Regions from separate parts of the Mus musculus genome. Here regions 1, 2, 3, 4, 5 and 6 are each linked to region 7. Evidence: chromatin contacts called from public Hi-C, HiChIP or PLAC-seq and promoter capture Hi-C data. All regions are on one chromosome and are shown on one strand. The core of a region is the stretch at or near the end of the contact, and the rest is flanking DNA. Distances in the headings are between cores, read along the strand shown. Region 1 holds the start of Adprhl1 (ADP-ribosylhydrolase like 1). Region 2 holds the start of Atp11a (ATPase, class VI, type 11A). Region 3 holds the start of Dcun1d2 (DCN1, defective in cullin neddylation 1, domain containing 2 (S. cerevisiae)). Region 4 holds the start of Lamp1 (lysosomal-associated membrane protein 1). Region 5 overlaps Cul4a (cullin 4A). Region 6 overlaps Atp11a (ATPase, class VI, type 11A). Region 7 holds the start of Ankrd10 (ankyrin repeat domain 10).

What was found. Promoter capture Hi-C pulls out the DNA fragments that hold promoters and counts their contacts. A called contact is a pair of places that touch in the nucleus more often than the background predicts. HiChIP or PLAC-seq counts read pairs in DNA pulled down with a chosen protein or histone mark. Capture Hi-C pulls out chosen DNA fragments and counts their contacts.
Region 1: a contact with region 7 is called in an H3K27ac HiChIP or PLAC-seq map of large pre-B cells, with 4 times the contacts expected there. The contact joins the promoter of Adprhl1 here to the promoter of Ankrd10 in region 7. A contact is called at or near these places in 3 of 39 promoter capture datasets (liver and pre-B cells) and 3 of 115 datasets of contacts at active chromatin or transcription factors (astrocytes, extraembryonic endoderm stem cells and large pre-B cells).
Region 2: a Hi-C map of CD8 T cells shows a contact between it and region 7, with 6 times the contacts expected there. The contact joins the promoter of Atp11a here to the promoter of Ankrd10 in region 7. A contact is called at or near these places in 4 of 39 promoter capture datasets (the 3T3-L1 cell line, hippocampal neurons, liver and 1 more), 1 of 484 Hi-C or Micro-C datasets (CD8 T cells), 2 of 115 datasets of contacts at active chromatin or transcription factors (astrocytes and cardiomyocytes) and 1 of 9 other capture datasets (liver).
Region 3: a promoter capture Hi-C map of liver shows a contact between it and region 7, with 3 times the contacts expected there. The contact joins the promoter of Dcun1d2 here to the promoter of Ankrd10 in region 7. A contact is called at or near these places in 6 of 39 promoter capture datasets (cranial neural crest, embryonic stem cells, hippocampal neurons and 2 more), 3 of 484 Hi-C or Micro-C datasets (B cells, CD4 T cells and uterus), 2 of 115 datasets of contacts at active chromatin or transcription factors (astrocytes and pancreatic cancer cells) and 2 of 9 other capture datasets (adipose tissue and liver).
Region 4: a promoter capture Hi-C map of liver shows a contact between it and region 7, with 9 times the contacts expected there. The contact joins the promoter of Lamp1 here to the promoter of Ankrd10 in region 7. A contact is called at or near these places in 4 of 39 promoter capture datasets (embryonic stem cells, liver and pre-B cells), 1 of 115 datasets of contacts at active chromatin or transcription factors (astrocytes) and 1 of 9 other capture datasets (adipose tissue).
Region 5: a promoter capture Hi-C map of liver shows a contact between it and region 7, with 2.9 times the contacts expected there. The contact joins the enhancer-like site here to the promoter of Ankrd10 in region 7. A contact is called at or near these places in 6 of 39 promoter capture datasets (the C10 cell line, HPC-7-derived erythroid cells, hematopoietic stem and progenitor cells and 2 more).
Region 6: an H3K4me3 HiChIP or PLAC-seq map of bone marrow-derived macrophages shows a contact between it and region 7, with 5 times the contacts expected there. The contact joins the enhancer-like site here to the promoter of Ankrd10 in region 7. A contact is called at or near these places in 1 of 39 promoter capture datasets (hippocampal neurons), 2 of 115 datasets of contacts at active chromatin or transcription factors (astrocytes and bone marrow-derived macrophages) and 1 of 9 other capture datasets (liver).

Annotation. Positions count from the first base shown.
Region 1 is chr8:13,252,877-13,255,854 of GRCm38.p6, forward strand. It overlaps Adprhl1 (ADP-ribosylhydrolase like 1), which reads right to left and starts at 1,286. Exons shown (of 7, transcript NM_172750.4): 1 at 942-1,286. The coding sequence starts at 1,152.
Region 2 is chr8:12,755,456-12,758,643 of GRCm38.p6, forward strand. It overlaps Atp11a (ATPase, class VI, type 11A), which reads left to right and starts at 1,561. Exons shown (of 30, transcript NM_001293667.1): 1 at 1,561-1,897. The coding sequence starts at 1,859. It overlaps Gm33587 (a long non-coding RNA gene), which reads right to left and starts at 1,441. Exons shown (of 3, transcript XR_378725.3): 1 at 1,232-1,441.
Region 3 is chr8:13,286,766-13,289,842 of GRCm38.p6, forward strand. Dcun1d2 (DCN1, defective in cullin neddylation 1, domain containing 2 (S. cerevisiae)) reads right to left here and starts at 1,361. Exons shown (of 7, transcript NM_001024504.2): 1 at 1,039-1,361. The coding sequence starts at 1,041. Tmco3 (transmembrane and coiled-coil domains 3) reads left to right here and starts at 1,248. Exons shown (of 13, transcript NM_172282.2): 1 at 1,248-1,622.
Region 4 is chr8:13,157,774-13,160,682 of GRCm38.p6, forward strand. It overlaps Lamp1 (lysosomal-associated membrane protein 1), which reads left to right and starts at 1,388. Exons shown (of 9, transcript NM_010684.3): 1 at 1,388-1,661. The coding sequence starts at 1,616.
Region 5 is chr8:13,123,791-13,126,715 of GRCm38.p6, forward strand. It overlaps Cul4a (cullin 4A), which reads left to right. Exons shown (of 20, transcript NM_146207.3): 7 at 80-169; 8 at 1,001-1,083. Among named protein-coding and RNA genes, the nearest start is that of Mir7065, 11 kb to the right of the region's middle. Within about 2 kb of position 1,286, at least 3 of the 459 cell types and tissues checked have an H3K27ac peak or open chromatin away from gene starts, as enhancers often do.
Region 6 is chr8:12,778,371-12,781,257 of GRCm38.p6, forward strand. The region is part of intron 1 of Atp11a (ATPase, class VI, type 11A); the gene reads left to right. Among named protein-coding and RNA genes, the nearest start is that of Atp11a, 23 kb to the left of the region's middle. Within about 2 kb of position 1,366, at least 42 of the 459 cell types and tissues checked have an H3K27ac peak or open chromatin away from gene starts, as enhancers often do. A contact at or near this core is called in bone marrow-derived macrophages, where this site is marked.
Region 7 is chr8:11,634,177-11,637,045 of GRCm38.p6, forward strand. Ankrd10 (ankyrin repeat domain 10) reads right to left here and starts at 1,581. Exons shown (of 6, transcript NM_133971.3): 1 at 1,235-1,581. The coding sequence starts at 1,441. It overlaps Mir7238 (microRNA 7238), which reads right to left and starts at 1,560; the gene lies at 1,518-1,560.

The sequences.
Region 1 (2,978 bases), core at 36-2,535, 1.6 Mb after region 7:
TACAATGACCACAGAATCCATAAATACCTGCGTTTCATCATGAGGTACACTCAGAAAGATGCTTCACCATTTTCAACAAGCTGTGACACCATATCTTATCAATGTGTGTCTGCTCTATTTAGAGACACGGCATTGGTGGCATTCCTATACAGTGACCACAGAACTAAGCTGGGCGTGCTCACGACAGACGGACAGAGCAGGGAATGCGTATGTGGGGTCTGTTGGCTCAACTGCTGGCCTCAGGCCTCAGTTTTGCAACGATGGCATGCCAGACCTGCAGGGTATTACCATCACACTGTGTCGAGAAAAGACACACGGCGCTTGTATATGGGCGCGTCTCTGAAATCCAGGTAACATTTTGTTGATTTTAGCTCCTTAGGAAACAAGCTTTGTTCTTCCATGTCCAAAACTCTTCCTTAGACAATTTACTCATAAATTACGCCCAAACTGGATCGCTCGGACAGACAGCTCAACCTTAATTATTTGGATCGGAGATGCCACCCCCAAACAATGTTATCTCAGTGGGCCCACATTTCAAGCTCTTCTTTATAGACTTAGAATAAGATGCTCAGCCTCTGCAGTGCACCTATGTCTGTCTGTGCTTTGTCTCCCCCACCCCTGCCCCGCCCTGCAGAGCAGCTCCTAGAGGGTTGCTCACCTAACACAGAGACAAGCGAACACTGTTCAGAACCAGGAGCTTAATTATCTGCCAAGGGCTGCTGTCCCCTAAAGACACTCAGGAGAAACATGACCTGCCCGCTGCCTCTCAGGCTCCAGGTCTTGGGGGAATATTAAATCCCTGCCTTCAGCAACAGTGTCAGGTAACACAGGGCTCTAAGACACCACCTTCAGGGTTCTTGGTACTGGTTTGCTATCAACCCAGGTGGCCTGTCTTTCTACCCCAGCACACTTGGAGCCACGAATACGCCAGTCAGTCCTACCTGTGGTCAGGGCTTCAGCAGTCGCCATGTGCATGATGGTGTTGTCGCTCACTGGCCACCTCCCAGGTGAGAGCACAAGGCTGTCCAGCCCCCCTGTCTTTTGCAGCTCCTCCTGGATTGAGCCTAAAACGCTGTTCTCCCTGCAGATGTTTCCATAGCCGAGGGCATCTCCAACACTCCCCAACAGCATTGCAGCCTTGAACTTCTCCATCTTGGAAGGTGACCCCTCTTACCCTGCGGTTGCCTTTGTCCTCTCCTGGCCACCCTTAGCCAGCCCCGCTGACATTTATACTGGTCATTGTATCACCATCCAGCACTCTCCAAATGACCAGGCGTTCCTTCCCTGCCTTGGCAGGTGGCACCAATGAGATAAAGGCTCAGAGCTCACCACGTGGGAGCTGTTTGGGACACGCTGGCTCTCCAGCAAAGGAGTCTGCTGGCACCAGTGTACACCCAGCCAGCTCAGCCCAGCTCAGAGCCCGTGAGCTGTGCTACTCTGTCAGCACCTTGGTGAGTTGTGCCCCCTGCTGGCAGAGCGACATACCACAATGAGAACATACTGCTCCATCCCGGTTCCTTGACCATCTGCTCTGCCCTACCTTCAGACAGACACACTCCTTTTGCCCCTTCTTGTCTGCCCTCTTTCACTCAGCATAAAACTGAGGCCCACCCATTGTAGTTTTATGCTTTTAGAAAACTTTTCTGGCTGGGCAGTGGTGATACACGCCTCTAGTTTCAGCATTCAGCATTCAGGAGGCAGGGGCAGGTGGATCCCTGAGTTTGAGGCCAACCAGGTCTACAGAGTGAGTTCCAGGACAGCCAGGGCTACACAGAGGAACCCTGCCTCAAAAACAAAACAAAAAAAACAAAACAAAAAAAAAACCAACAACAAAAAACAAACAAAACCCATCCCTTATTATAAAATTGAGGGCTGTGGGCTGCAGTAGACCCGACAGAGCAATGTTACCTAATGTATACAAGGCCCTTGGTCTGATCCTCAGTTCCATTAAAACCATGACATGAGAGAAAACCTTACAAGAACGAGAACTCCCAGCTCCTGTGAAAAAGTGTTCTCTCACAACTTAGTGTCCAGTAAGGGGCTCCAGTGCTAACCTTTAGTGATGCGTGTCTATACAAACAAACTTCACTTGTTGTAAACATCACTGCCTGCTCATGGAATTATTAAATAATGAGGATGGATAGGTGCACTTTATAAAGCCAGGCTTCTTGGTTTGAAATGACCTAGGTCAACCACCTCCCTATACCCTGTCTCAAGCACAAACCTTGCAGCCTCAGACATTGCTGGCCCTCTTGTGACGTAAATCTGTCACCCAGAATTGGCAGTGCATCACTTGGACTTAGAATACAATTGGAAAGAACTTTAGTGTGTAACAAGACGCCCTTCCTGCTGGCCCAACTCTCAGTCTGAAGCAGTCCCACAAATCCAGAAGGTACATAGCTCCCATCCAGACAGACAAACAGCAGAAGCCAGCAGGAGCCAGCTCCCACTTACGGTGTACCAACTTATGGACAAGTGTGACCTGGCTCAAGGAGTGAGGTCCAAGGACTCTTGGGAGAGGCTTTGTTGTGGATGTTTGGAAACCACTTCTACACTATTCGGTCAAAATCACACACAAGATAAGGCTGCCTCACTAGTCTGTCTACCTGACATTCACAGAGCCCCTTCTGTTACAGGATGCTAGGCACAGCAAAAGAAGCTGGGAAGTTGACTTCTGCGCCCACAGAGCATCAAGTATGAACTGCACTGAACATTTAAACTACCACAACTCAGCACCTACGTCACTTAGACAAGGAGTATGCTGTCTCCTCTGGGAAGTGGAACAGATTACATGCATCTCCTAAACCTGTGGTGTTGGGTAAATATGTTCTAGATATAATCTTAGCTGTAGTAGCATATTCTGATAGACGGCCCCCACATTCCAGCATATTGGGCAGAGAAAGCGACCTGGAGGGATGGAGCTGTCTGTCTGTCTCCAACATGCTACTTACCTGGTGAGGATGCAATGTGGCAAGGGC
Region 2 (3,188 bases), core at 311-2,810, 1.1 Mb after region 7:
AATGGTGTCAGCTGGAGGGAGCCAGAGAGTCCTGAGCCCCACAAAGGGTGAAGGCTCAGAGGATGAAGTCACTCACTCCTGTTGCACCACCAGGGAAGTGCTTTGCTCTGTATGAAGAATAAGCTAGACACCAGGGCTCACTCCTGTGTTCCAACACTTCAGAGGCTGAGGCAGGATGTTTGTATAGAGTTTGAGACCAGCCTAGAATGAAGATTCGGTCTCAAAAATCCAAACAAGAAAAAAGAAAGGAAGGAAGGAAATGAAACATTCCTCCAAGTAGAACATTCTCTAAGGATAGATAGGAAGGCTTTATCCTGAGGCACATCTGTGCCAGGAATACCCACTGCAATTGTAATTGGCCAATAGCCTACAATTTGGCCCAGCAGTCATGGTAGGAAAGAGATAGAGCATCAGAGACACATGAACAGCCCAGTCAGGCCCACTGAGGCCAGCAGCTAGTCCCTAGACATAGAGGCCTGCTGTCCTCAAGAGTCCACACCACAGCTAGGAGTACCAATGAGCGCTGACTGCCAACTCCACCAGGCTCACAGCAAGTCCAGGAAGCCCGGAGAGAAAACCCTTTGCCCTGAGGCTGGCTGGGTGTCTGTAGCTGGTGCTCCGTGGTGAGCACTGGTGTAGAACTTAGGTAGAAAACAGGGTAGAAGGCGGTGGTGGCTCAGGAGATCAGTTTAGTCACTGGCACCATTGCCACCAGTGTCTAATCCAAACCATAGCAAAGTCAGATCTCCTCCACACCCTGTCAGAACGCTCTCAAATACATTCCTAATCCTCAGGTCTGGTGCTCCTGATCGGCCACTGCAGATCCCTCGTCTCTGGTTCTACCGTTATCAGAAGCAAAAGCAAGGGATGTGGAACCAGTAAACATTAGCTAGATTACGGCTGGGCTGGAGGTAAGGAAGGTTGTTCAGCCATGTGCCACTTCACACCTAGGCAGCAAAGAACCACCTTCCCTGGGTGCTAGCCATGGTGATACAGTTGTAAGGTAGAAGCAGGAAGCATTTGACAGGGGGCTGGACCACAAGGTAAAACCCAGGACTGTGGAGGGTCTTCCCTGAGGCCTGGTTTCTGGAAGGCAGGACAGAGACTGGGCCCCAGGAGTAGGTAGAGGTAGAGAGTAGTGAGTCATGAGAGCTGGATCAGGACGTGTTTGGTTTGGTCTCCAAGGGAGTCAGTCCCAAAAGGGGTGGTAATGTTCGCTCCCTGTAGCCACCTGAGGATCCTGTGTCTTCTGTCCACGCCACGGCAGGAGGTGTGACCCCCCCCCCCCCCCCGCAGGCCTAGGGACCCAGGCCCATGGCACTCGCCATGGAGTCCTGGGCTCACAGCCAGGCTTCCGTTTTAGAAGAGGAGTGAACGGGGCGGGGGTGGAGAAGGGGTGGATCAGCACCCGACGAGCCACGCGGGGGCGATGACAGCCCCCCCCGCCCCCCCTCCCCCAGTCCCGCAGGGAGGCGGAAGCAACAGGGCGGCGGCGACGCGCTAGGGAGTCGCGGCGCGCGCGGGGCCGGGGCGGGGGCTGCGGCGCGCGCATGCTCACACGCGCCCGTGACGCGCGGGGCGCAGCGGGGCAGAGCCGGCTCCAGAGGCGCGGCGGCCGCGGGAGGAGCAGGCGCGGAGCATCGAGCGCAGGCCGCGTCGGCCCGACGGGAGTAGCGCCGGGCGCAGGCCGCCTCCTCCGAGCCGCCTGCGCGCGGGCCGAGACCCTTGGCCGCCGCCGGCGGGGCATGAGCGCGGAGGGGCCGCGGCCGCCCCCCGCGCCGCCCAGGCCGTGACCGGGCGGGGGGCGGCTGCGCTAGCGCCCGCAGCCCAGGGGCTCGCGGAGCCGGGAGCGATAACCATGGACTGCAGTCTATTGAGGACGCTCGTGCGCAGATACGTGAGTGGCTCTCTGTGATGGGTCCGGGGTCCGGGGTCCGGGTCTGGGTCAGGGTTCAGGCCCGGAACGTCCCGCCGTCGGGTCCCCGCCGCGCTCCACCTGCGCTCGGCCAGGCCCACCCGGAAGGCAGTTGCAGCCGGGTCGATCCCGGGGTCGAGGGACATCCATCCTTATGGGGGTTGCGCTCAGCCCCAGCGGGGCGGGCCGACGCGGGGACCGGGACCGGCTGGGACATATGTACGGGGCTGCGGGGAAGCGGGGAGCCTCCACAGGGGAGTCAGAAGTGAAGTTTGCCATCTCTGAAAGTAGTCAGCCAGGTCCGAGTGCGTAGTTCCCGGCTCCCTTGGATGCTGCTGCGCGGTTAGTGACGGAGTGCCTCACCAGGGGAGACCAGGGAGGTAGGTGGCATCCATCAGCCGGGATGGAGCAAAGTGGGTGTGTGTACAGAAAAGAGAGAATCTGCCCCGGGACAGCTTGTCTTCCCTAAGCTGGACACAAGGACCTATTGTACGGCAGCTGGCGCGGGGTGGTCACAGGTTTGAGGAGCGCGTGCCTTGCCCAGTGCGGGCTGGGTACGGAGGGGACCAGAGCCGGCTCTCTCTAGCTTCTCTGAGTGACACTTGTCCTTGGATGTGGGTTTTTCTGAAGGGGAATTTACCCGGGTTTTTCTTCTTGCTTTTCTGGTTAATTTCCATCCAATTTTGGCCTTCCAGTAAGCAAAGAATGAGACTAGGAAACTGCAGCCCTCCCCACCCCACCCCACCCCACCCCACCCCCGTGGGAAGCGAAAGGAGGAGGGGTGGTCTTCTTGGTCCCTGTAGACAGTCACCTGCCAGCTTCCCAGGGCCACAGGACGAATTTTCCGTCCCTGGTGCTGTCTTTTACTTCCACAGTGCCCTTAGGCAAGCCTTCAGCTATTTTATATTTCCTTATCTAGGTAAAATTTCAAGTTAGTTTCTTTTTGCTGTGCTATTCTACTTTCGAAGTGGTATTTTCTCTCAAATCTAGGCTGCAGATATTCCTTAACGAACTTTGCCACTCTTAATTATTTGATAATGCATCTGGAATGTAAGTTATGGAATGTTATTCCTTCTGCTCATCTCATTTTTGACTGCTCTGCCACAGGCCTTAAACTCGAGTCTAAGCCATGAAATTAATTTGACTTTTCCCCGAAACAGTTATGGCTTGTTTTCTTATTATGTATTTATCTTCCAAGATGTGAGGTTAAATTATATTTTCTTTTATAAGAAGAGAAAAAGAGATTGGATATTCTTATCTCCTGGTTTATTCG
Region 3 (3,077 bases), core at 111-2,610, 1.7 Mb after region 7:
TTTGCGGCCCACTACAGATTGACTGTGCTTTGCCATGTGCAAGCCTGGAAATGAGGGCATCAAGTCCAAGTGTTCCCAAATCTTGAGCCTCCCAACATTTCCTTCCCCAGTGACGTTCCTGTCCAAGAGCGCAGGTGAGTGGCTTGGCCGCTGAAGTCTGCTAGCAGCTGGTCAGAGGAGTCTTTCTGCAGCTCTTCTCCATTATTTCTTGATTTCTAGGTTCAAACCTTTTAGTTTTCCAGCCTCGTCCTTCTCGGTATTGGTTCCATCCCCTCTTCCCTCCCCAGGGTTCGGTCCTCAGTTCCCCTGTTTCCTCTACGCAAACCAAGCCAAGCCGACATCTCTCCCAGGACAGAGACAAAACTTGTCTTCCTCGGCTCCCATTCGCTTGCATCCTCTCGGAGCAAGGCTACCCCGAGACCCAAGGAATGGGACTGTCAGGCGTCCTCCCGCGGTCCAGGCCTTTGCACGGCTCTACTAGGCAAACCCTCCTCTACCTCCAGGGCGTCCAGTCGGTCCCTCCCCGCCTCCAGGATTCCCAGCCTGATCTCAGGAAGAGAGCGGGCGAGTAGGGGATATCCTCGCCGCGGCGAGAGCTGAGCGGATCGCAAACCATGCTAACCCCGCGGAGCCTTGCGCACCACCTTCCGGGGATCGCGTCCTTCCACCTCTTCCACAAACCTCCCCGGGCTGACGGCTTCAAAGCTCTGCCAGCTCCGCCCCAATCGGCGTCACTGTCCACTCAGAAGCGGGACGGCTCCGCCCAGCAGGCAGGTTGTCACCCGTCGCACAGCCCCGTCCCGCCCTCCGGTCCGGTCAGCACCCAGCTGACCCGGCGCCGCTGCCCTCCCCGGAGATCCAACTGGGCTCCTCACACCCCTCTTCACACCATGCTACTCCAAGTCAACCGCGCCCTCCCTCAACACCACGACGGGCACGCCCGGCCTCTCGGTTCGGTTATCCTAATGCCGCCACAGAGAGGTGACCTCCGCGCCCGGCTCTGGCCCGCACCTGCAGAGCGCAAAGCTAGCCACCTACCATGCTCCCCAAGGCTGCCGAAGCGACTTCAATTTTCTGCGCAAGCGCACGCCGCTCTTCCTCTGCGCAGGCGATTGCCGCGGCGGCTAGCAGCAGGCGCTCTGCGCAGGCGCAGTGTTCGAACGCTCCCTTCAGGTGACTGGGGGGGCTCGCTCCGTCTTCGGCTCTCCGCGTGCAGCGTGGACAGGCGCCCCTCAGCTCCGAGGCACAGCGTTTGGGTCACATCGTAACCTCTCTCGGAGGCTGTTGCTGTTCTGAGGCTCTTAGGCTTACGCACTCTCTGGAAGCTGGCTGGCCGGCCGGCTCCCGGGACTCCAGTTCCCGGCGTGCATCGCGCCGCGCGAAGGACGACGGAGCTGTCCATCGGCAGCCTGCTTAAAGGAGCCGCACCTACTTTCCAGCTGCGCGTCAGAAGCGCCTGAAGTAAGAAGAGGGCGGTGCCGTCCTCGGTGTCCTGGTCCCGAGGCCAGGAAAGAGATGAGGGCAATTCTTTGGCGGCCCTGAGGTTCGCTGCGTCGGGGAACTCTCGATCGGGGACAGTGATGCTGAGGTCGCATGTCCAGAGAGCGGCCTCCTCCATCGGGGTAAGCTCTGCAGCTGCGGGACTTCTGTCCTGAGATGCGCTCCACCGGGGTCCTCATCCGGGTTGCTCAATCCTGGCGACTCCTACCCGGGGCTCCTTCTTGGTTTGTCTCTTCCAAAGGGGATCCTTCCTAGGAGACTGCCTTTGTCTACTTTCCAGGGGGTGGAGGGTCTTTTCCTAGAAGTTCTTTCGGGGTATGGGGGAAGACAACCGTTTCCAAGACTTCACCTAAACTCGGAGGTTCAGCTCCCCGAGCCTCCCGTTTTTTTGTTCTTCCCTGTAATTTTTTGTAGTCTCTCTGTCCCGCCCCGTGAGGCTGCCCGCAGACAGCCTCTTCTTAAAGATAAACCTGGAAAGACGCCCCAAGATTGTCTCTTTCAATAAGGGATGTGGGTGCCCTGCAACACTTGACTTAAGCTTATACAGCCAGGGAGGTTGGCAGAGTCAACAATCAAACCAAGATGGTTTACACATTAATTTCTTAATTTAGGTGGTAAAACCAATCAAGTAAGTTGAAAGTGACAGGGAAGGTCACTCTGGCCCAGTGGGTTTAACCTCTCGTTTATTTATTGTCAGCATCCATCTCATCTTCCTGGGGTGCAATGTAGATTTGCTTACTTACCAGAGAAGTGTTTGCTACTGATGAAAGGGCCTCTTTCTTCATAGATCTTTTTCTCCTCCTTGGCTTCCCTAACTAAAAAAAGAACAAGCAGCTGGCTAGTGAGTAGGCTCTGTGTCTCCTCTCTTTGTGGATTTAAGTTGGCACCTCCTGAACAAATAAAGTAGCTATTTGAACAGCCCTTTGGGCACCACCAAGAAGCCATGGTTCATTGGTTCTAAGTCATATAGGCTGTTTGCTCTGCCTCTGTTTGACTTATCTTCCTTTGGTGCATGGCATCTTATTCCTCTTCTGTATTATATTCTCTATTTCTTTTTCCAAAGTAGTTTCAAGGATTGGCCGGCTACTGAAGTGCTTCATCTTTGGCAGCTACCTGTTATGTTCATGTGGGTACAGGTGCTCTTTTAAAATGTACTTTAGAGTTAAAATAGGCTTTGCTGATGGAAGAAGACACATTTAATCCCAGCACATGGGAGGCAGAGACTCAGATCTCTGCGAGTTTGAGGCCAGCTTAGTCTACATAGCTAATTCCAGGACAGCTAGGGCTGCATAGTAAGACTGCCTCAAAAATAGATAGGTAGGTAGATAGATAGATAGATAGATAGATAGATAGATAAATGAATGGATACATAGATAGATACATAGATAGAAAGATGAATGGATAGATAGATAGGCTTTAATTCAGTAATTTTTCCCATTGAGACTTTTCTTTGCTGTCTCATCCATTTCTCCTTTTTTATATCATCTTGTAGAGAGCAGAGCTCTACTTTGGAGGCTGAGGCAGGAGAAGCAGATGCTTGAAAGTAGCCTAGTTATGTAGTAGTAAACATTGTGTTT
Region 4 (2,909 bases), core at 138-2,637, 1.5 Mb after region 7:
GCATGAGAGTTTTGCTTGAATATAGGGTAGGCCTGTGCATCATAGGCAGGTGTGGTGTGCCCTCAGAAGTCAGGAGAGGGCATCAGGCTCCCCGGAACTGGATAGTTGTGAACCATGTGAGTGATGGGACTGGAACCAAGGTCCTACACAAATGAGCCATCTCTCCAACCACTCTTATTCTCCGGTCACAGAATAAACTAGTCCACTACATAAACAGCTTTTAAGTTTTGTTACTGGGTCTACAATTCTGAGGAGGAAGAACTCAGCTTGAATGAAAAATCTGTTAACAGGAGGAATCCTCAAGCTAAAACTTGAGGACTTCAAGGTAGATCTGGTGGTCTCCGGCCTTTAGTCCCAGCACTCTGAAGGCAGAGGCAGGCTGATCTCTTGAGTCTGAGGCCAACCTGTCTAAGTAATGAGTTCTAGGATTGCCAGGGTTATATAGAGAGACCCTGTCTCCAAAACAATATAATAACATAAAAGCTCAGATTATTCATGCCATGGTGGCACACACCTGTAATCTCTGCGCTCCTGACAGGATGATTGCCCAGAGTGTGGGGCCAGCCTGGTCCATGCGAGTTCCAGGTCAACCTGGGCTTTAGGGTGACGCCATGTCCCCAAACATCAAACCAATCCTCGAGTTTTGAGTGTGACATTCACAAAAGAGGAAAATACTTTAGTATTGAACTCTTCATGGAAATAGTCATCTCAGGTAAGATGACCATCCACATGCCCTTAAGCAGCCAGGAATGGTCAAGAACACTGCGCCCACACACATCATCTGAGCACTCAGGAAGCAGAGGCGGGCTGATCTCTGAGTTTGAGGCCGGCTAAAGATATATTCTGAAATCCTATCTCTTAAAAAGTATCTTTTCCACATCTCCCACCATCTACGTATCCTAAAGGACTGTCCTCTGCCTGGATCACCGAATGGGACACATTCGGGGCTGACCCTAGACACTAGTATGTGAGCCTGAAAGTGGAGGTCAGCCTGGGCCTGGGGCACGGGTCTAGATGGGAATACCCACCTCGAAATGGATATGCACACTGTCCTGGGATGTAAACACTGGTATTGACCTAGACATGGCTCTCAACCAAGACTACCACTGGGCTGCAGGCCTTCAGGGGCTTGGACCTGAACTGTGGCATGTAGCTGGCCTACGGGGCTCAGTCCAGCCTTCATGGCTTCCTGTTTCCATCTTCACTTTCTCCGACAGCGTTTCTCCTTCCCTTACTCAAAGCCACAACCTACTTTCCATTTCGGGACACTCGGGAGAAAGGCCGTGGGGGGGGGGGGGGGAAGGGGGTGGGGAGAGGGCAAGATATCACGTGGTCCAGCGCCCACGTGATGCCGACTGGCACGTGACCACATCACGTGCGGAACGGAGCCTCCCGAAGAAGTGAGGAGTAAGCTGGCGGTCCACGGGCTCTCGCGAGACCCTCGGCTCACGTGACCGGCGGGCGCGGCACTGCTCACGTGACAGGCGCTGCCGGCCGCAGGGTCCTCTCCGTGCCGGCGCCGCAGCTGCGGGGCCTCTCGAGTCGGTGGACGCGCCCTCCCGCCGGCCTCGCCGCCCGCGCAACCGCCGTCCTCCGGCCTCGGCTGCGTCGCGCCATGGCGGCCCCCGGCGCCCGGCGGCCGCTGCTCCTGCTGCTGCTGGGTGAGCCCGAGAGGGAGGGAGAGAGAAGGAGGGCCGGGCGGGGTCGGTGTCTCGGGACGGACGGGAACAGAGCGGCAGGCCGGGCGGGGACGGGGCGCCCGGAGCCGCGGGCGTCAAGAAGGCCTCGAGCCGGCCCGCCCGCTCCGCAGTGGCGCTCGCCGCCTGGGAGCCCGTGCGGGCCTAAGGACGTAGGTGCGGGTTGGGAGCCCAGTCTGAGCCGCTCTGGAAGGAGCTGGGCTGGAGTTCCTGCCAGGCAGTGCTGCTGGCTCTGAGCTGCCTTGTGAGAGGACTGGGTGCTGCCTCGGACCCTGCCTGGGGTGCCGGGTGCCCTTCCTCGCCGCTGTATCCCGGCAACGCGGAGCGTTTCGCTGCGGTGCCAGCATCTTCAGGACGGGAGAGAGGTGGCTGGCCAAATCTCCTGGGCACAGAGGCTCACACCCCCAAATTCTGTGACTGTGACTTTATGGAATTCGTTTACCCTTTCTTTTATTTTGCTACTTGTGTGAACTCTCTGGTCCGTGAGAGGTGCGCTTACTCGGCGGTCTTAACCCAGAAGCCTTGCTAAGGGGACCTGTGACCCTTCACGGTTCAGGAGTTGTAGCTAATATACGAGTTGCCGAAACAAGTTCTGTTGTGTCAGAATGGCTTGGTAACTAGCTGGAGTTCAATCTCCAGCACAGCCAAAAACGACTTAAACCCTTAGACTGTTTTATACTTTTAAAATGGGGGGAGGGGTGTCTCACCACCACGCTGGCCTGAAACTCACAGGTTCAGGTTCTCGTAGTCTCTGCTTCCTAAATGCTGATTGGGATAAAATCCAAAGGACAGCCAGGTTAGGCCTCTTCATGTTTTTCAAACTACCTTGTGGCTTGCATAGTGGTTTATACCTTTAATCCTGAGCTAGTGTCAGGACGATCTCTTTAACAAGCCATTCTGGTCTATATAATGAGTTCTAAGACAGCCAGGACCGGAGACCCTGTTGCAAAAATGAAATAAATAAACGAATGAATGAATAAACTAAACTAATCAGTGGTGGCTCACACTTGTTAGACCGTGGAGGCTGAGGCAGGGGAATTTTAAGGTTGGGTCAGCCTGAGTTTGTAATCTAAGCACTTAGCAGGCTTATGTGGGAGACTTTCTGTGAATCGGAGGCCAACCTGGGCTACAAAGTGAGACACTGTTTCAAAGCAAAATCTAAGTGGAGAGGGAAAGTCTGTGACCCTGATTGAGTGCCCCTGTGCCATAAAT
Region 5 (2,925 bases), core at 36-2,535, 1.5 Mb after region 7:
GAGAAGCGCCTGATAAGAACCAGTGCTTGAAAAGGAAGGTTTCTGTGCTCAAGCTCATCAGGAGCTGCTTGTTTCCTAGGTGTACAAAGACTCATTTGAGCTGAAGTTCTTGGAAGAGACTAACTGTCTATACGCTGCTGAAGGCCAGAGGCTGATGCAGGACAGGGAGGTGAGCTGTGCGGCCGACTGCATTTGGCTGTAACCCACTCCTTGGGCCTGCTGCCCTTTTGTATGTATACATTTGCCAAAGTCTCTGGAGTCTTTGGGAGAGAACTGCTTGCTGTACAAAGGAGTTAATTTCTTTCCCTTAGAAGCTTTCTTTCTTTATTTCCCCTCCCCTAAGTATTTTCTAAAATAGCGATGTTTAAGCAAGCCTATGTCTAATGTCTGAGCCTATGTCTAAGCAAGAAGATAAAGAGCTAATCTTAAAAATCAAACATGTCACTGTGTAAAGCATTGGTGAAGAATGTATGTGAAGAAGCCTAGATAATAACAGCAGTGTCACCTCAGCCCCTCTGAGCAGCTTCTTAGGTCTAGAGTCCAGTCCCAAGGGAGTGATGAGTCCTATGTGGAGCCACCTGCCCCTGCCAAGATGGGCCCAACCCATCAGATCACAGTTTAGCTGCAGCCGTGCTAGCTAAGGTGGCACTGAGGACAAGCGATGGCTGTCTGCAGTTGCCGTGACTGCAGGGGAGGGAGGATGTCACCGCTGACAGATCCGTGTGATCCATGTGTACAGGTTGCTAGTAAGCTTTGGCTGTCTCCCCAGGTACTGATACTAACTCACCCATCGTGGCCCACTGGTATTTGTCCCCCCGCACTTGGTAGTAAGCCGTGAGAGTGGCCTGGGCCCTGCCTGGTTAGAGGGGCTTCTCAGTGGCAGTCTGTTAGCGAGTGAGTGGGTTTGCTTCTCTCTCTCTTTTTCTCTATTTTTTGAGGAAATTTTATGTATAATGTGAGAAGTCTTTGTCATTGATGTGTTAAATGTTTTTTTTGGAAGGTTCCAGAATACCTTAACCATGTGAGCAAACGTCTAGAAGAGGAAGCAGACCGAGTGATCACCTACTTAGACCACAGCACACAGTAAGTAAGCCCTGCACTGACTCCTCAGTCCCCACAGCCACGGCCTGCTGGCCTCACACTGAGGCTATGGCCATGCTTCTGGCTGCACCCAGTACTCTGAGACTCTGCTCCCAACACCGAGCTTTGCTTATAATGTGTGCACTCAGCAGTTACACACTGGATTTCTTACCACGAGCTATCTCAAGAGGACTCAGGAAGGAGAGCGACTCCCTCAGCGCCTGAGTGCTTTGTTTGCCTGATAGAACTTCACTGAGCACCAGGCTCTTGTCTTTCTAGCCTCTTGTTCTTCTAAGGTTTTGTGAGTCCATTTCCTGTGCAGGGTGTGGTGATTCGAGTGTGAGCACAGGTGCCTGAGGGAGGAGCCAGCGGTGTGAGATCCCGAGAGCTAGGGGGCTGGGGTGCAAGAGCAGTGTGCACTCTTTAGCCACTGTCCACCCATGTCTTCATGGCCATGATTCTCATGAAACAGTACACAGTTTTCTCTTTTCATTTGTCTTTTCCTCTAGACTCCAGGTCGATGCAGTGTTTGTGCAAGATGTGTTATGCACTACTGTGAGGAGATGGAGACATGGGGGTGGGGCACAGAGGAGACAGTGAAACTCCCGTCCTTTGGGGTTTGGGGACAAGAGGAAAGAAAGGGTCAGATCCCAGGAGGCATAGCATGCAAGTTCAGGACAGCACCTTTTTTAAAAGAGCATTGTGTTCTCCATTTCCAGAGGGGGCACCATGGGTCCCAGTACAGACCTGTGCTGGGAGAGGCTGGGTTCCACCTGTAAAGAGACTCTCTTCTAAGGATCACTGGTCAGTAAAAAAAACTATAGCCCATGAGCTGAGGCCGAAAATAGGAGCTCAGATACCTGGCAGGAATAGAGACTTCTGGGAAATAAAAACATGGGAGACCCCACCCCCCCGAAAACTGAGAAAACAGATGTTTGAAGACAAGGAGGGAAACCGACCATGCAGCTGAACTCTGGCTGCAATAAAGGGGGTAATAAGTTAAAAGCAAGGCAAAGCTTTGTGGCCTAAGCATTTATTAATAAATAGTCTAAGAGTCATTATTGCTGGGAATTAAGTGAAAAACTAGATTTTATACATGGTGCCAATGTAGAGAATATAATCCAAACCTTTTAATTTCATATTCAGTTATTAGGAGTCAATATTTAAGGGGATTAGATGTTCAGGAATAAAATGGATATTTACATCTGCCTGGTGGAGGCGATGAGTTAAGGGGAGGCCATAGGAGGCTGAGTGTTAGCAGCCAGAGAGGAGCAGAGGCTACACTGACTCCCCAGAAGTGGAGCCTTAGGCCACTCATTTCTGAACTCCATTTCCATGGAGGGTGGGATATAATCCTGCCTTTTGCCATAGGTGCTATGAGGTTTAAATTTGCTAAAAAGTTCCTTGTAAAAAGTTGGTGTACACCTTTAATCTAATGCTCAGGAGGCAGAGAAGCGGGTGAATCTCTGAGTACAAAACTATACTCATCTACGTCGTGAATTTCAGGCCAACCAGGGCTACTTAGGGAGACTCGGATGACGCTGCCTGAGTCCAGTCCCTGGGACCCAAGTAGCAGAAGGAAAGCGTTGAGTCCTGAAGGTTCCTCTGCATCTACACACATGCTGTGGTGTGTGCGCAATGCATCATTTCAAACACTGATACAGGGTACTGAACCCCAGTAGTGTTCCTTATAAACTCTTGAACAAAGACACGCGTACAGTTAATCACTCTCTGTGCTCTTCTGAAAAGAGAAAGTGAGTTAGAATAGAAGAGACAGCCAGGAAGCTGGTGTGGTGGGGCTCGAGGGAAGCCAAGGGAGGTCCGCAAGCCTGTGGGTCTCCATAG
Region 6 (2,887 bases), core at 116-2,615, 1.1 Mb after region 7:
TGTGTGTCCATTTGACTGAGCACACCTGTGTGAGGTTAGCCTGTGTGTCCATTTGACTGAGCACACCTGTGTGAGGTTAGCCTGTGTGTCCATTTGACTGAGCACACCTGTGTGAGGTTAGCCTGTGTGTCCATTTGACTGAGCACACCTGTGTGAGGTTAGCCTGTGTGTCCATTTGACTGAGCACACCTGTGTGAGGTTAGCCTGTGTGTCCATTTGACTGAGCACACCTGTGTGAGGTTAGCCTGTGTGTCCATTTGACTGAGCACACCTGTGTGAGGTTAGCCTGTGTGTCCATTTGACTGAGCACACCTGTGTGAGGTTAGCCTGTGTGTACATTTGACTGAGCACACCTGTGTAAGGGTTAGCCTGTGTGTACATTTGACTTAGGCAGCAAATGTTTAATTGCAGAGCTGTGTTAGAATCCTTCTGTTTTAAAGTTGGAGCATTAGATACAATGTTTACAACCTATTCATATCAAAACTTACTTATACCCTTTCTATGTTTTCTTCTAGAAATATATGTTACATTGTTAAAGTTGCAATTGGCTAAGAACTGCTGTCAATTCAAGCACAGTTAGGGTTGTGGTCAGAGATGTCCCCACCGGCTCATTTCTTGAATACTTGTCTCCATCTGGGAAGGATGAACCTTTAGGAGTGGAGTCTGATGGTGAAAGTAGGGCACCAGAGGTGGGCCTTTGAGATGATAGCATGGCCCTTGGCTCTGGCCCTGGTCTCTGTCCAGAGCAGCCGCTGCTGCATGCTTTTACTGTCAGACACTGGGCCCTTCTTCCCCACTGTGATAGCCCGCAACCCTACAGGAACCATGAGCCCAGATAAACATTTCCTACCTTAGCTTATTTGGTCAGAAGTCGGGGTCATAGTGATGCAAAGTGACTGATAGAGAAGATTTGCACAGAGATGGGGGTACTTCTGTGACTAAACTTGACCCTCTGGAACTTGTTTGTGGGAGGAATTCTTAACGGTTTGGAGCCAAAAGCTAATGAATCCCTAGAATGCTGTGTGTTTGGCTTACTGGTGCTGGTGGGAGTTCGAAGAATAAAGCGATGACAAATATAGACAAGGCTGTGCAAGCTCGAGAAGGTTCAGACGGGAGGGAAGGGGGAGGGAGGGAGGGAGGGGAGAGGGAGAGTGTTCCCTGGAGGGCTTGGAGCAGCAGGGATGAGAAAGTACAGGAGGCAACAAAGTGAGGGGACAGGAACCCTTGGATAAGCTCATGGCTCTGCCAAGCAAGTTTGTTTAGAAGCAGAGCACTTTATATACAATTTACAATGGAAAAATGAGACACAGCCGAATTCCATCATACACTGGGGTGATGTCACCTGGAAGCTAATCACGAAATGTTGCACAACAGGATATCAAGTGAGTCACAGACCAAGCTCACAGCAGCCTTGGAGCAGATAACCCCAGCCCTTCATGTGGGAGAAAAGTCAAGATTTTAGGACTGAAGTTCCCCAAGACACTGCCTTCAAGGTAGCCTTGCCAGGCATGTCCTGGTTTCCTTCACCAGCATCACGGCCGCAGAGAAAGCCTTGGGTCAGCTTGGGAATTGGCCTAGAGGCCTTTCCTGCTTTCTCCTGGTGGAGACCCCTTGTGCTCTGCCCATGTCCTGAGACTTGACAGTAGTCAATGTGGCATGTTAGTGCCTGCTGCATTTAGTCAGAATTACAGTGAGAATCGTGAGGGACAGCATGTAGAAAGATTTTGAAAAAACGTGCATTTTGACTGGCAAGAGCACATTAATGTTTGGAACAAATAACTGGGCTACACAGCTGTGGCTGTTAAGATCAGTGCCATGAGCAAGAAGCCATGCACTGTACTAAGGCTATAGGAGGATGAAGCCCTACCCACCAAAGGTTCTAGTTTGTCAAAATGTAGCCATGCCTGAAGGGTGAGGAGAGGGGCTGCCTAGGGCTTCCTAGGCTCAGCTCCACAGACATATGACTGTGGTCTCCATCTAGTACTTGCTGAGGTGGCAAAAGAGCACAGCATTCATTGTGCACGGCGTGCTGGATGTTTAGGCATGACAGACTCCGAAGCTGTCAGGCTCGAAGGCCATAGCAAGAGTTGTAAGAGAAAGCCTGAAGACCAGGTCATGGGTTGGGGTTGGGTTCATATGAGCCGATGTGTGTGTATAATATATATATATATATATATATATGTGTGTGTGTGTGTATATGTGTGTGTATACACACACACACACACACACACACACATCTCATACCTAGGGTTGTTTTTATCAGGTATTGTGGTCACTGCAACATAGTAGTAACAGGTTTAGAACATAAGTATTCATGTGCCTCAATATCTCTGTTCCTCCGTGCAAAATCTGAGGGCACAGCCCTAGTACTCACTTAAGGCTAGTTGCCATGGTAGCACTGGCTTTAGATGCCATCAGAACACAGGTACACATCATCCAGACATAGCACTCATATGAAAAGCATTTATGTTTTCTTCAGTAGTTTTTGTGCATGTGCGTGTCCCTATCTGAAGTCTAAATGCATCCTGCCCAGATCCGCTCTGGCAGTATGAGAACATCTCTAAAGCCATCATTGGCTTCAAGGAGCATCCTCCGGAGGCAGCAGCCTGGATGGCTCAATACCATTCTCCAAGTACAGCATTAAGGAGATGAGCCATAGTTGCTTCATGGCTTGGAGAACTCAGCTGATGCCAGGGGAAAGAAATTCTAGTTAGACGTGGCCTGCCTCTTTCCAGGAATGACTTGAAATTGCTTATGTAATTAAATGCAGCATAAGGAAGGAGGGGGGTGGGGGTGGGGACCCAGAACAAAACAAAACAAAACAAAAAACAGAGAACAAGTAAGCAAGCATCAGCAAGCCTCGGGGGTGAATCTGGCTCTTTGTCTC
Region 7 (2,869 bases), core at 331-2,830:
TAACGTGGAGCCAGGATTTGAACCTGTTAGCTATGCCGTGTTCAACCTAGGAAACTGGCTTTGGAATTGTGGAGGGTCCTTTTAAATGGGGCATCTGGTAAAAGCAAGATAGTTAGCCTTCACAATGGCCAGTTTTCCGGGAATAAATAAGCCCCATAAATTACTGGGTAACCTGAGCATCACTGGTAGGTACAACCTAGGGAAACACGCTGGAAACCTACAGGAGGGAGAGCAGTAACACATGGCCCGGCTGGGGTGAAAGGCTCAGCCTTTTCGCCTCTAAGAGCTTTCCGTAATAGTTGGAACGGGTTAACAAGATGGTTCCGTATCTTAAGACCATCCAGGTTTCAGATAGGAAAGCTCAGAACTACAACGTCCTCGCCTCCGCTACAATACTGGTCTCCAAAGTCAAGTCTACAACTCGTTCTCCGTAGACGTGAAAATGCTCCTTTAGCTTTAGATCAAATTCTGGTAAACAGTACAGCGTGAATTTTGCCGCTTTATGGCGCAGAAGCACTTCTGTGTGCAGGTTAACTAAGGCGACCACGAGAAGGTGGATTCCCAGCGACTACCTGCACCCAACTGCATGCCACCTTTCAACACCAGGAGAACGGGGCCAATTAGCGCAGCTTACACAGGACGGTCCCGGTGGAGAGGGGGCCGATAGGCATGGCCGCGACCCCGCCGTCGGCCATAGCAGGTGCAGACTTGACACCCCCGGCTACGAGGGCAGCGCCCATCCCTCCGTGCCTTCAGGGGGCCCTGCACCCGGTTTCCATTAGACAGAAGCGCGAGGCCCCCAGTTTCCTCCTCGCCACGATTCCCGAAGCCCGGCGGCCTCCGCGCAAACGGCCTCAACTGCAGTCTGCCCGCCCCGCTCGGAAGAGCCACAAGTGTGCACATGCGCCCTGGATCCTTCGGGGGAGCCGGCGAGACGGACCCCATTTCCGCCCCGCCTCCCAACACTCCCCGCGCCCCCGGAGGTCCTGGGTCGCGCGCCGCCCGCCGCACATGCGCCTTGAAGCCCTCGAGGCGCCCGCGGCGTCTGAGCAGCTTCCGCGCCCCCCACCCCCCACCGTCCTGGGTCGCAGACCGCGCGGTACCGCACATGCGCCCTGGAACTCTCAGGGGTTGCGCTGCCGCTGCCGACCGCGCTCTCCAGACACCGTGGGGTGCGCTCTGACCCTAACAGCACACCACGCGGAAAATGGCGCCTTAAAGTGCCCGCGCCCACCTTGCCGAAGTGCGCAGCCCAGTGCACGGGCGTCCAGCCGTAGAAGGAGTCCTCAGCGGCCAGGTGAGCGCGCGGCGTGTGTGGCAGCAGCGAACAGAGCGCGACCAGGTCCCCGTCCCGGCAGGCGCGGTGCAGCGGGAAGCGGAGCGACAGCAGCTCCTCGCTGGAGAAGCCTGCCTCCACGGCCGCGCCCGCTCCCGCTGACATGATGGGTCGCTAGGAAGCACGCGACTGATCGGCCAGAGGAATGTGCCGGTGAAGGCCTGCGAAGCTGCCGCCACTCGAACACAAAGGACAGGCGAGCTGCTGCCGCGTCCCATCCGCATCCGAGCGCAGCGAGCACTGAGGGCGGGACCTGAGCCACGGGGCGGAGCCTGCGCCTTGAGAGGGTGGGGCCTAACAGTCCGCTGCCTCCGACCGCTGCTGACGCCCGTGGTGGGGCGAGGCCCGCGCCTGGATAGGGTGGGGCCTCCCGCAGGTGGTGCTGAGGCTGGCGCCTGGGATAGGGCGTGGCCTTGGCTGCAGGGCGGGGCCTTCTCAGGGTCTGCGCAGGAACGCCGCCTTAGGCGTCTGGTGGTGAAGTTAGGGGCTGGGAGGCGATCACCGCTTGAGGAGGCCGCTACTGATGCCAACGCTGAAGGTGTAGGGGTTGAGGGTGGGCCTGCACGTTAGTGTGGTTAGAGGGACGAGACTTGCCGGGCAGTGGTGGCGCACGCCTTTAATCCCAGCACTTGGGCGTCAAAGGCAGGTGGATTTCTGAGTTCAAGGCCAGCCTGGTCTACAGAGTCAGTTCCAGGACAGCCAGGGCTATACAGAGAAACCCTGTCACGAAAAACAAACAAACAAACAAACAAAACAAAACAAAAAAAGGAGGGGGGAGACTTGGCTGCGACTGAAGCCTGAGGAGGCCGCGCCTGAGACCTCGCCTGAAGCCGGAGGCCTACGACCCTGGCTGTAAACCTTGCCTGGGGCAAGGCCAAAGCCCAGGCCGGCCTCTCTGTGATTGGCAGCTGAAAGCCACGCCTTAACTAAAGGAGGAGAGTCTGGGATTTGGAGCGGAGCGGCGCTCTGGTCGATTCCTGGGGCGGCTGGGCGTGACCTGGCGCTGGTGGGTGTGACCTGGAGCGGTTGGAGCTCGGCCGCAGGTTCCTGCTGAGGACGATGCCTGAGGCGCTACTTCTAAATAGAGCTGCTGCTCTGCCAGGCACACTCGCGAGTGGGGACTCAGGACTCTGGCAGCCGGCCCTGGCCTGCTTCCGCGGTTGCCTGAGTTCCTCCAATTAGTGTTTATTGGGCGCCTGCGGAGCACAGCTCCTCATTAAAAACCCGAAAACAAGGGTGCAGCCAGTTAACTTCGGTATGCCTTAATTGGAATGGATGCCAGAGAGAATCGAGAGGCCCTGGCGTCTGTAACTGTAAAGCATGAGTCACGTGAGCAGGCTGGGCACATGGTGAAAGAAATTTTAGAAAAATTGACTACTAAATTCTCTTTCCAATGGTACAATGCTATGGTTGTAAAAAATTTGAAATTTTTCTTTTTTCTTTTTCTTTTTGTTCTAATTTTGGTTTTTCGAGACAGGGTTTCACTGTGTAGCCCAGCCTGGTCTACTCACTCTGTAGACCAGGCTGGCCTTG